Regions from separate parts of the Dromaius novaehollandiae genome. Here region 2 is linked to region 1. The links are chromatin contacts, called in public Hi-C maps. All regions are on one chromosome and are shown on one strand. The core of a region is the stretch at or near the end of the contact, and the rest is flanking DNA. Distances in the headings are between cores, read along the strand shown. Region 1 has its middle 170 kb from the start of BCOR. Region 2 has its middle 210 kb from the start of MID1IP1.

Region 1 (6,575 bases), core at 2,426-4,925:
CAGGGACTGTCTGACTGGAGCCTGGGGACAGCGAGATAAACCAAGGTAAGCTTACTCAAAGTCTGGCTGGAAAATGGAGGGGCAAGGGGCAGGGCAAGGGATTATTTCTTTTTTATCATTTGTAAAGATGTTTCAGAATCCTTTTATAAGGATTCTTAGTCAAAGCACCTAGTTGCCTCAGTAGTGTGATTTGTGCTGGAGAAGGGAGCTGTGCCTAGGGAAGGGGAACCGGAGCTGCAGATGGGCCTGAAGCCAAACCAGGGAAGACCTGGTGATGCTGGCAGGTCTGTCTAGGGTAACCTTGCCTACAGTATGAGGGCTGCTGCAAGCTGTTGTGCTGCGGGATGGGCAGCTGCAGGAGGCAGTGCAGCCGCTGAGCTGAACCCACACAGCCCCCAGCACATGCAGCTGCAGCTGCCCCTTTGGCTGCAAGGAGATCACCGGAGCCACTGCTCACGGAGACGAGGAACAAGCACCCAGGACTGGTACTGTAGAGGGCTCCTCAAAAGAGGAAAGCTATTAAGAAAATAGGTAGATGAGAAAAGCTCCTTAGCTGGCTGAGAGGAGCAGCCAAAGCAATGGCAAAGGATGGGCATTTGGAGAGCAGAATTTGGCCCAGCTGTTGACCCCTACCTGCCACTGAGGACAGTAGCGAAGGGAAGGGAGCTGCCTCTTTCACTGTCTCTGTCATAGCTGTATTAACCCATCAGTGTTAGAGGATTCAAAATAAATACATAGGTAGGTTTTCAGAGCAGAGCCATGCTTTATCTACTGCACAACTGGTGTGGGGGTTAGAGCAGCTCATGTCTGTTTTCCTGCACTGCACTCTTTTAATGCAAGAAGCCCATCAACCTTTCTCAGAGACAAGAGTCAGCACTGTGAATCAACGCAAGATGCTCTGTCTTGCTCAAGAAGATGAACTTTAATTCTTTGTTTATTTGCAGCCCTCCTTAATCTAGAAGAAATCATCTGCACTTAGAAGGCATAGCTTGCATGCCTTTTGATTTTAAAAAGCACAACATTTGCACCTACCTTTGTGATTTCTCCCCTGCCCTGCCCTGACACCTCCTCAGGGACTCCAGATATGTCCTCTGCAGCTTCTTTCCCTCACTTGGCTCTCAGCTTAGGAAAACAATGTCTGCTTTGGACTTTATCATCAGTCAAAATAGTCAAACCAGGATCTTCCCAAACTATTCCTTAGAGCAAGCCCATATTCCCATAATTTCAGCAAAAGGGCTTACAATGACATGAAGATAGCCATTTCTATTATGGAAAAAAACAGGAGCTGTCTGAAAGAAAATTGCCACAAAGGAAAGGAGCGAGGGCCCAGCTTCTCTGACAATCAGAGTGACACAGCTTGCATGAGAATTTATTTCAGTGTGCTTCTTCAGCACACACCAGACTTTCCCGAGGGGCTGTTTCAGATCTCACTTACTAACTTTCCTGACTGGAATTGAGGTTTGCCTTTACTTTGCTTTTTCCTTTCACACTGTCACTTGGGGTCCTGCTTGGTTTCCCACAACCTTCCCACCCTGTGTGCCTCACCTCTTCCCCAGCCTCCCACCATAGCCCAAAGAGATAAAGAAATACTGAAAATGTGTCAATGAACACAGCTCTAGTGAACTTCAACTCATTTCTGCCCCTCTCAGCACTCCTTCCTTAGAGGCATTATCCAGCCCATGGCTCTTCACGGCAGTCAAGATCTCAACTTTTTTTTCTCAAAGCAAGTTCAGACTGTGGCTCAGGTTAAAGGCTTCTCAAGAAAAGCTCGCCCATACTTTCCACCTCTGGAAAAAACAGCTGAACTGGTTCCTGAGATGATCTCTAGTCTCCTAGATCATGGAGCTGGCCAGTCCTAAGAGGAGTCAAAGGATCACAGGTGAGTTTCACATGCACTCCCTCGTCACATGCAGTAACTTGCATGCCGACTGGTCCCATGGGCCAAAGAATAGCAGGATCTGAGGCCCACAGCTGGCCTGAGCATCCAGGTCCTGGGGATTCTTCCTTCTTTTTCCCAGCAGTATTTTAATTTGACACAAAAAAGGATCTTCTCACAAGCGCTGCTTCAGTTCGATCTCTCTTTTTCAGGCTTTTCTTCGTTGGACTTTGGGATACCATGTGTTTGGAGTAGGAATCCCTACATTTGATTACACATCTTGGGGCAGAAGACCTAAGTCATATCTAATAAACCATTACCTTTGCCAAGAGCAGCAACGTTAAATCCTGTGATACGGGCAGTCGCCACAGTGGAGATAGCTCAAGCTGGTGTGCTGGCACGGTGACAGCAGATTCTCTCCCGGCTACTGCTGAGCCAGGTTCAAGAGCTTAAATACAGCTTCGAGCTCTGGCAGTGAGTCTCTGAGGCATGACATGCCCAAGCTTCCTGAGGGCTGCAAAGCTCCCTCACATCAGTGCCTGCCACCCAGTCTGCAAAGTGGTACTGCATCAGCTCTGGAGAGCAAGAGAGGGAAGAGAGAGATGTTCACTCAAACTGGCAGCTGCCTTTTGTTTCGTGATGGCAGCTGCCAGCAAGACACAGGCAGGGCAAGGGAAAAACACACAAGAGCAACATGCTAGATGCAAAGCATATTACACGCTAGATTTAAAATAAAATAGCATGCATGAGGGGTAAATATTCAGCATAACGCATGACGACTCCACCCTGCCATTCTCCTTCCATTTCCTAGGAGCTGCGGGACTGGATCTCCCTTGGCTGTGCTCTCTGTCCTGCAAAAAAAGTAAGGGGCAATACTTGAATTTTAGAGGCAAAGGAAGCCAGTGCCTGAGAGCTGATTTCCTTAATCCAGCTGAGGCGGGTTAAAGGGCAAAATTTCAGTCCAGTGGAGAAGGGTCTGTGGATGATCCCGTACGGTGGGCTCATTGCTTCTCTCTCCACTCAGATTGCTTGCTTGCCTCCTCTTCTTGCAGGAGCGTATTTCAGTAGATTTAATGCTTTTGGCAGAGCAGCTGCCCTGGTGCCTGAATCCCCTCTCTCAGCGGCAGTAGCAGCCATGGCAGGCGCTCCTCTCCTCCTCCACCTCACCTGCCAGCCAGCGCCAGCCCCGGCACGGCACCGCGCCGCCAGCACCACCTCCCCACCGCGAGGGAAGTGCATTGCTATGGCAGATCTGCTCCACGATAGCTGTCGGGGCCTGGGTGATGCCAGGCAGGGTCCACATCTGCAATAGGGAACACCTCTGGCCCTTCACAGCCCCATCTGTCACAGTGTCTTTACTCCAAAAGGTATGCTGGTGAGGGTGGCGACGCGTTTCGGTGCTGGTCTCTTCCTTCTTCAACAAGGTAAATTTGGCTCTGGGCTCCCTGGTGCCGCAGCAGAAACGCTTTGGCCACATGGCACTCTGCTGGTCTGAATTCATTTTAGCAGTCCTGACAAGCCAACTTTGTACCAGCAGCTTCTTATGCAAGATCAGATATTGTTTATCCACCTTGCTTTAACTTTGTGCCATATCTGATATTGTCTCTCTGCACCAAGCTAGCTTTTTGCCTGATCAGGTATTGCCTATCCTTCCTCAGCCAGCATAAAGCATAAATTCCACACCGTGCACGCAGGCTAATTCACCAGAAATGCGATCGCATGCCTGCACCTGATGCAGATCAGAGCTGCACTGCCAAGCGATCTGGTAGTGCACAGATCTGGTATTAATTACCCCGGGAGCATGGCCTCAGCATGCTTCGACAGCTGCCGGAGGCACCCGGGTGCACCGTGGCAGGGGCCGAGCACTGCCAGAGCACGCTCTAGATCCCACAGCCCTGGCCAGAAAAGGCAGAAAGACCTGGTGGCTGCAAAGATAGAGCTGGGACACTAGGAACCCACACAGGAGCTGTAAACCCCAAGGGTGTCACCGCAGGGGGAAGGAGCAGGAAGAGGAGAGGAAAATTGCTCTTCTTACCTCAGGTTAAAATAGTGGTGAGGATAAGCTGAGTTTTACCAGAGGCTGAATTTAAGCTGCTACCCCATTTGAAAAAAGCCAGGTTACTGTCTTTCTCCTGCTGTGCCCACCTGCCAGAGCTAACTCAAGTTAGTCAAGCCACACTAAGAAAACACCTTTCCTTTATCTACTTGCTCTGATCAGAGAGTGTAGACATACCTGAAGCAGGTCTGGGCTCTTTTATAATGCAGGGAAATGTTTCAGAAGTATCCAGCGAACGAGGATTTTTTTGAATGTGCAGCAGAGAAAGAAGCGTGTTGTGTGAAAGCAAAGTGACACTGAATGTGGCCATGGAGATAAAATGTTTTCTTCAGCTCCTGCGTCCGAGAGCAGCATTTCTCAAAGACAGCCTTTTTCTATTTCATATTCTTTCTGTTTATTTTAAATGAAGCCCTTTTTTACCTCTTTTTTTAGGTTTTAATATTTGTATAAAACATATTCCATGATCCTTACAGAGGAAAAGAAGCAAAGTCCTATATCTTTAAGTGTGTTTAGAAACACCCAGTGATCAAAGTCAACACTGTATGAGCAGCAATTGAGTTACTCCTATTATCATGCATTCCTGGGTTTGACAGATTGCATCATTCAGTGTGTCGATGTATCAGTATTTGATATACTATGAATATTCACAGCGCATATTAAATTAACCAGGTGAGAAAACACAGGTTTGTTTTGCATGTTAACTCCGTGTTAACGCTGCCCCTAAGTGGTTAAGTTGGTTTATTGCAAGTTAATTAGCCCTCATTTCAGGCAGTTATTTATTTATATATGGAATACTGTCATGGGGTTTTTTTGTTTCAGCTTTGTGACTAGGCTTTGCTTCTCTTTCTAGTTTATGTTTGCATCCTCTTCTGTGTGGGTTTCATATAACTGCAATGTTTACAGTCAACTCAGCCTGGAAAATATGCATATGGGGAAACATAGATGCCTATTACATGTTTATTACTCAGTTTAGGAGAGGCTGTGATCCTGTCAGCAGACTCGTCTCCCTCTACTCATTTTAATTGGCATTTCAAGGGATGCTTGGGAAAGCTGATGAAGTTTGAAGTTACAGTGGGTTGCTTTTTGTATCTTTGCTCCCAAATTAATCTGCCACGTCGCAATGATTTCCTCAGCTGGCCACAGCCTGCCCTTTTCCAAGGTGCTCCAGTGTTTCTCCTAATCCTCCCATCCTCCTGTGCAGATCAGCGCAACACACCAAGACCCAGCCTTCCCCTCCATGGGCAGCTGGTGGCTGGTGGTGTGGCAGGTGGCTGTGGGCACACTCTGGGCTCGCCAGGCTCGCTGTTGGTCCTGCTTCTCGGTGTGTGCCCCTCCACCTGCCCCTCAGGGTCCTCCAGGTGCAGGGGGCGAGCAGCTGCATATGTCCTGCTGTCTCTGCAAGTGCTTGCACTGAAAGTTGTGGCTCCATAAAACCTGGCACCAATTAATACGCTGGGCCCCACAGTGCCTTTTAAAATCGTCCACCATGGACCTCCTTGTCTTAGCTGCTTCCTGGCAGTGGTCAGGGAGCCTGGGACCGTAACGCCCTTTCTGGGATGCATCTGCCCCCCAGAGAGCATTAAATAGGCAGCCACCATGACACTTCAAAGTCCACACAGATGACTTTCCCAGCTCCTCATTTTATTAGCGGCTTGAGTCCTTCAGGTCAAAACAGACTTTCACTTCTGAAGCGCTTCCACTCCCTTTAGGATGGCAAGGTGCTGCAGAAATGCACCTTGGTGCTGACCCTACCTCCTCCTCGTCCTCAGAGGTCAGAGTCCAAACAGGCAATATGTTAAGCCAGTCGCAGGAGGAGCAGTGCCTGGACACACTGGGCTTGCACCTCTGGAGACCTGGATTCAAACTGACAGTCGAGTCTCCAAGTGAGTGAAACGAACCTGGTCGGTATTACACTATGAGATGCCTGCACGCCTGCACTGCATCGTGCAGCATACTTGTCCGTCCCTGCCCAGGCTACGTCCGCAGCATGAGGAGAGGAAGGCAAGGAAGAGCAGGGACAGTGCAGCTCAGGATACCTGGATATATTGGCAGCATCTCTCTTCTCATTAACCCTGTGGATTTATTAGCCTCTTGTTTTCACAAGCTCAAAAATTCATATCTAAGATGCCATAAAAATTGAACAGCAGTGAATCTTCAGGGGTGTCTCCAGGCTTTGGCACAGAGCACAGGCTGCTTTTCCTTCATGCCGCTGCAGCCCTTCACCTTGAAGGAGTGACGGCGTTTGTCTCTCATCCGCTTTGCTCAGGAGCGTGTGGACTGGAGGCTGGGAGGCGTCTCACTGCATTGAGCTCCCATGTCTGTATGCTGGGTCCTCACAGTGCATCCCAGTGCCGGGGCTCGGAGAGAGATGTCCAGCCCTGCCCAGCGGGGCTGGGGACGGCGAGGGGGAGAGCGAGCGTGCATCCTCCTTCTCCACGATGCCCTGCTGGAGCTGCTGAGGGTGGAGCGGGCTGCGCCGCGGCTCTGCGAGAGCAGACGGACGGCTGCGTACATCCCGGCCTTGCGCAGCGAGGTTGGACACGGCTGTTAAGGAGTCCGGAGGCTGGTCCACCAAAGGAGAGGCGACGGGTGGCATGCAATGAGCTCAGTCGTCTGAAAGAGGCTTTGGGAGGGCATCGCAGG
Region 2 (6,575 bases), core at 2,693-5,192, 96 kb before region 1:
AGTTGTTACAGCATTAATTACATTGCAGTTGCCATTTTTTTTCTGCTCTGTGCAGAGTGCTTTAGAGTCATCAGCTCAACAACAGTATATCTGGAATTACATAAAAGGGTTTCTGCTGGTGCAGCCAAAGGGCAGGCTCTGGTTCCTGCTTTTTACTCGTAGCAGCCTGATTTTCTCTACTGAGGGCTGCTTGAACTGTTTGCTCTCTGGCCCCTACTTCCCAGCCAGCTCCTGGCTTGTGAGGGCAGGGTGCCCCTTGCGTGTGCAGCCAGAAACTGCAGCTTGACATTGAGACACAGGATTTGGATAAGCAGCCAGACGGGCAGAAATAGCATCACAGAAGTCAAGAGAGGATGCTGATCCTAGGTATCCCAAAAGGTGGCAAATGCTTAAATACCTTGGGATTTGATGGAGGACTAACAATGTGCATACTTATCTGTGTCCTCCGTGGCTCTCTGCTGTGACTGCGACTGCTAGGCAGGAAGGATAATTCAAGAAGCGTGGGAAGAGTGGATAGAAACGATAAAAAAAAAACCCTGATGTCTTTGCTAACGTGGCTCTCTCTTCGGTGCCGCAGCCCTGGAGAGGGTGCCTGGCCTTTTGTCCCTCTGCTTTTGCCACAACGACAGCAACAACAACGAGAGGACATCTGCAGAGGAGAGGAGCACAAACCTGCCAAAGAAAAGCAGCCCCCGGGGCAGTCACATGGAGCGAGACTCGTTTCTGGGGAAGAGCAAAGGGCAGTTTGGCAGGAGGGAGCCCCAGCGTCTCCGTGCCAGGGTGCAGGAGGCAGAGGGAAGCGAGGGCTCCAACAGAGCTGGGGAGACAGCGATGAAACAGTTGACTCGACCGGAGGGCGACAGGACTGCGTGTGGAGGGAAAAGCCCTCAGTGACCAGATGCGAGCTGCTGGGGCAGTGTCACGCAAGCAGAGCAGGTGAGGCAGCCCCAGGCCGCGGTTTGGGAACTGTTTGCTGCGTATGTGACTCTGGGCTGCAAGAGGTGTTTCTTCTCGTTTGCCTACAACATTGAAAACCACAGAGTGAGCGGCTGAGCAAAGAAGAGGTGTAAAAATAGAGTCGGAGTTACATATTGAGATACACCCAGGGCTGGATGTAACCTGAGAGCGCACTGCCATCAAAAAAAGGAGGAGGAGGGAGGGGGAAACGAAGGAGTAGGAATTACAAAATTTAGACTGCTATGAAAAGATCTGGATTAAAAATAAAATTGTTTGTGTGTGTTTTGGCCCAGCAGCACGTCTGGGATGGAGCATAATGCACTGTGATGCCAAGTACGAGGCTTGGATCAAGAGGAACATCTGTATTCCAGTTTCCCACACTGTCAGGAGACTGGCACTATTGCACAGACGACATCTCTAATCAGGAGGAGGAGGGGAGTGTGACGGGGTGGACGAGGGAGGTGGCCTTCGCCTGCGCTGAGAGCACTGTCTGTAGCAGTAAGCATCATATGCACCAAGAGCCAGTGACTATTCCCGTGGTCAGAAGCTGGTGGCCCAGATCAGAGCGACGTGGAGTCCCAGGAAGGATGCTAAGGGACATTCGTGTCCCTTGTGCTCAGGCACTAGTTTTGTGCAACTGCTTATTACAAACTAAAAAGAAAATGAGTGCAGAACTGTATGGAAAATGGTGCTGTGCACCTCTGCAGAGATATTCCAAGCATACCACGGGACATAAGATCTGAAGGAGGCAGAACTAGAAAATTATTTATTCACGGAGAAATGCAGTTTCTAGGAAGCCAAGACTATTCAGCGCAGTTGAGATTTAAACTGGAAAACAGTTTTGGCAGGAAACAATACTGAGAAATTGTTTTGAAAAATTCATTAATATCTAATTGTTTCATATATGATTTCCAAAAAGAAGTATTTGTGTGGAGAAGAGGAATTCAAGCACCATTCACTAGGGTACTCAAACACCATACTCCAAGCAGAGAAGGAGCACAAATGCACATATATACTATGCCCTCCAAGTGGTTAAATATAAATCAGTGATTAGCTAATGCTGGCGCATTAAGTATTCCTTGGTGTGGGGACTCCGCCTTTCCAAGCGGATGTTCTCCCCCGAGACTGTGGCATTCCTCATGGTTTCCCCCAACTCTGCGGCGATGTCATTATTTATAAAGGAGCAGGTGAGGGGGAGACCGTGACCCCCCATCCCTCCAGGATGCCCTGCTGGCTAATAGCTGGACAGTGTCCTGCAAGGTGAAATATCGTGTTTTAGTCCCTTTCCACAGCAAATGAACAAATGAACCCCTGCTCCTCTAATATTTTTTACTATGTGCCTTAGTGCACTGTTTTTATTTCCTGAAGTATTTGGGGTGTCCTTACACCTTTCTGGTGAAAGCAGTAGAGACATATCTTTTGTTCCTTTTTGAATCTAGCACTGTTTCTGGATTTAAGGAGCAGAACCTTTTTCTCTTGATCTCCAGATGAACCTGAAAAGCGCAGTGATCGGGGGGCGGGGGGGGGGGGGCGACCTGACAAAGATGCACCCCTGCAAGGTAAACCATATTGGTCTATGGCAGCCTTTCAGGGCACAGCTGTGAAGGTAGGTGCAGACAGACCCCCGTCTTCTCCAGCCACTCCAGCTGGCTCGACACAAGCTGTGTCCGGTCCAGAAGTCAGGTAGCCCCATGTCAGCTGGGGTCCAGCTCCAGACATGTGGGGGATCTGGCCTCTGCGTCAGCCTCTGAGCCAGCTCGGACCAAGCGCCCGGCAAGCCTGGTCTGTCTGTAGTCACTTGCAGCTCCAGCTCCGACCCAAAATGCTGATCATACACACAGATCTGCTGGATAGGTTGCTAAGAAAAAGCTGCAACAGAAGCCAAGGCTTGGGGTCCAGTGTCTGTACTGACTCTTTTATTTATTTATTTATCTATTTATTCTGATACAGGCAATTTCTGCCAGGGTTAGGGGGCCCGCTGCAGCTCATCACCTTTGAAAATCAGGCTAGCGACATGGGAACCTCCATGTGGTCTGAAGTTGCTGACTCCAGGCATCAGGGATTTTTGGTTGTTGTTTGTTTAAAATCAAAGCTGGAAGGTACGCTGTTCAGAGCTGGAGCTGAATTTCTGCTTAATCTCCACTTGCAAGAAAAGTGTGTCAGTTTTTCTTTTCCTTAAGCAGTGAAGTAATTAAAGGAAGAGCAAGGCAAATTTGCCGTTCTGGGAGCTGTTGCTGTATATCTGGGCTTCTGCAGAGAAAGCAGAGTCTTGCTATGAAGCTGTTCCAGCATGAATGTTTGGGCGATGTCAGAAAATACGCTGTTACTGATGAATCGTCAGAAGCTATGCTTTCAGATAGGAATATTCACCTGCGCTGCCATGTACCACGAAGGGTTCCAGCTGCTGCTATGTCCGATATATAATAATCCATTTTCAAACCCTCCTGCTCTGCAATAGCCAAGGATCTCTCCATTTGGAAGAAAGGGGCCACATTAACAACTAGACTGTAACCAGCACATCCTAAGCACATACATTCATCCCTCCCTAGGTGTGGACTTGGATCAGGGTTAGATTCCACATTCGCACCAGCTCCCCCCAAATCCAGAGGCATGTGTTTCCAGGATTTTCCAGGGCTCCATTTTTCAAATCTCGCATGGGAGGTTTGTCATTGCTAATAATTTCAGAGGAGCCCGTGGGGGCTGTTGCAGTGTATAAGGCTATAGTGACCTGTCTCAGCCTTTCTCTGTCCTCACTCAAGTGAGGTCCGCGTGAGCAACCGTCTTTCCCCACCAAAACTGCAACCCCAGCGCCAGGTAAAGGCACTCCAGGCATTTAAATCCAGCCGCCTCCAGCAAGTCCAGTCCCTTTCCTGCCCCTGCTCCGCTTCCCCCAGCCTGTTTTGCTTCGTGCGGAGGCGGTTCAGCGCTGCTGGCTTCCAGCTGGATCTGTGCCAGACTTGCGCGAGGAGCTCAGCTCACAGCTGGGAAGGCTGGAAAAAACAGCAAGAAATAGCCAGCGTTTCATAAGAAGCCTCGCAAGAGCTGGCTGCGCAGCCCTGCTCTGCAAACCAACGGAGTTCAGATAAGCTTTGACTAAGCATCCAAATTCCCTTTTAATTTCAGCCTTTTCTTGCTTTTGGCTTTGCACCAGCCTGGCAAGAGACCCAGCAGAGGGAATGGAAAAGAAGGCCTCAGTGTGCCTGGCTAAGAGAAACCTTACACTTTTACACATGCTGAAGTGATTTTTGCCCCAGTTTTAGGCCCCGTCCACGTCTGTAAATTCTCCCTAGAAAGCAAATGGTGACAGATTTGTGTTTAACCAGCAAAAATTTCCACCTAGGCTTTCTCTCAAAGTTAAACAGGTTTTGTTGTGTTTGCAAGTGCCAGCCCACAGGAATGGGGGATTGATCCTCTCAGCCTGTGTTGAGGCTGGTCCTGCCTCAGGGTCCTGCTGACTCAGGCAGGGACCTGATCCTAGGATCTGCTATCTCCCCTTGACCCACAGGCATCAACTTTTGCGTAGAAACCAAGGTGTGGAAAGCAGAGAAGGAGTAATGACTATTTGCTTCATGTCCTCGTGCCAGGATGGGACTCAGCCGAAAGATCCTGGCAAAATCCAAGAGTCCACCAATTTAGTCATCACAGAACAGAGTGAAGGCCAGTGGAAAACAGCCTTTGGTGGTTACTGGATGTGGATTCCTCAAGCACGCTGGAGAAGCATTTAGCCTTCATGTCCGTTCAGGACCTACCAAGCCTATCCGATGTATAGCTGGCTTACAAATAAAAACTCTCCACGAAGAAGCAGCCTGAAACCATCTAGTCATTTCACAAGAGACCCCACAAAGCTTTCAGAGTGTCATTTTTGATCTCTTTCAATCCTTGCTAGAAATACAAGCATCCTTTCTTGTGGCTAAAGTAAAAATTAGGCTTTGGTTTGGTTACCACAGGCCTACCACTGAGATACGATTTGCCATTATGGCAAAGAGCACTGCAGAGAAAGAAAAGCAGGACTCCAGCAAAGGATTTTTCTGCAGCTCTGGCCAGGCCTCCGTCGGTGTCAAGCTGTGTAAACGCTTATGCGTGTCAGTCGAGCACACGCCAGTTCAGTAAAGAAACCCGTAAACCACATACCCACCATACCCCATAAGCTGAAGTGCAGGGTGGAGTGGGTATGCTGCGAGCTCAGAAACACTTCTGCAGGGCTCGGCGGTGTTTCTGGAAAAGATCAGGGCTGGAGCTAACGGGAATCAGGGCAGTCTGGCTCACCCGTTTACAGGAGTCTCCAGAAAAGAAAATGCGCGACAGCCAAAAAACCCCTCCTGTGTACCAAAACGCATCTCAGATGAGCCTGCTTTATACAATAATCACTTTGTGTTGTATAACAATAGAAGAAAGCCTTGTTTCTGCACAAACAGAAGGCAATCCTTCTGGATTTAATGCAACAGCCATCTATAATGACGCACACAGTTCAACACAGACACAGGTAGCAGGGCACTTTGAGCTCATTCATATGAATACAATACCCATGGCAACACAACACGCCAACATTTTTAGAAAAAAACAATTTTACTTTTATCACTCTGTTATTTTTAATCATTTTCAGCTGCTTTTTTAACATTGTGCTTCCTATGCATTTTATTTTAATACAAGGAAAAAGTGTTCAGCAGCTAATATTTCTGTTTTTTAATGGCTTGAAAATAATGAAGGAGCATTGAGCAGTTCCTGAGTCTTCCAGAGCATTGGTATTTTTAAAGATGAGATTGATCAAAGGGGCTGTGAACTCTAATGGAGATTGATTGGCTAAGTATTGTAATGCCACTACAGAGGCCAGTTCAGTGTGGATCCCAGCCTCCTCTTTTCATCTGCTATCCGCTCAAATGGCCCAAACCTCTTGCTGAAGCAATATCCTGGCTATTATTAATATCCTACATTTCTTATAAAGGTCTGGGGCGGGGGGGGTGGATTCATTTTTATACCACCTGATCATTTGCGCCACTGCTTTGCAGCCAGCAGGGAACAGAGAAATCCTCTCCCCTACGCTGCTGCCGTGCGTCTGAGCTACCCCAGCCTGAGACTGCGCCGAGCCCACATTGCAATGCAGGCTGCGCGGCGGCATGTGAGACAGGCAGGAGAGGCGATCCAGTGAGGGGAGGTTTTATCCCACTTATATGCAACACACACCAACTTCTGCTGTAAACCCGCCTGGCGTCCTGCTGAAGGGGGGCTTGGCAGCAGCTATCCCACATGATGAGGGCGATGAAGCTCCATGTGGGGGACAACAAGGCTCCCGAGCACACATTTGCATGGGCGCAAGGAGGGGCAAGTGAGGTGTCTACCTCGCTGCCAGGACGAGGGCACCCACCGCAGTCCTGCTGTGGCCGCTGCTTCCCTGCCTCCAGGGAAGGGCTCAGCCAGCATCCGAACACCCAGCTGGGCTATGGAGCAGCACCTTGGTTTTCTTCACTTTCTGGCTACTCCACTGAGTCCCTCAAAGGAGCATAAACTTCCTTTCTTTCTTTTTTCTTTTTCTTTTTTTTTGGTGGGAGGGACCCACCAGCTTTAAAACAGCCTATAAATCCTCTGGGACAGGAGTGACCAGACCTTGGGCACCCTGCATT

What was found. A called contact is a pair of places that touch in the nucleus more often than the background predicts.
Region 2: a Hi-C map of brain shows a contact between it and region 1, with 2.3 times the contacts expected there. The contact joins two enhancer-like sites. A contact is called at or near these places in 2 of 4 Hi-C or Micro-C datasets (brain and liver).

What each region holds. Positions count from the first base shown.
Region 1 is chr1:125,665,556-125,672,130 of bDroNov1.hap1, reverse strand. No RefSeq gene overlaps it. Among named protein-coding and RNA genes, the nearest start is that of BCOR, 170 kb to the right of the region's middle. Within about 2 kb of position 3,675, at least 1 of the 2 cell types and tissues checked has open chromatin away from gene starts, as enhancers often do.
Region 2 is chr1:125,761,633-125,768,207 of bDroNov1.hap1, reverse strand. No RefSeq gene overlaps it. Among named protein-coding and RNA genes, the nearest start is that of MID1IP1, 210 kb to the left of the region's middle. Within about 2 kb of position 3,942, at least 1 of the 2 cell types and tissues checked has open chromatin away from gene starts, as enhancers often do.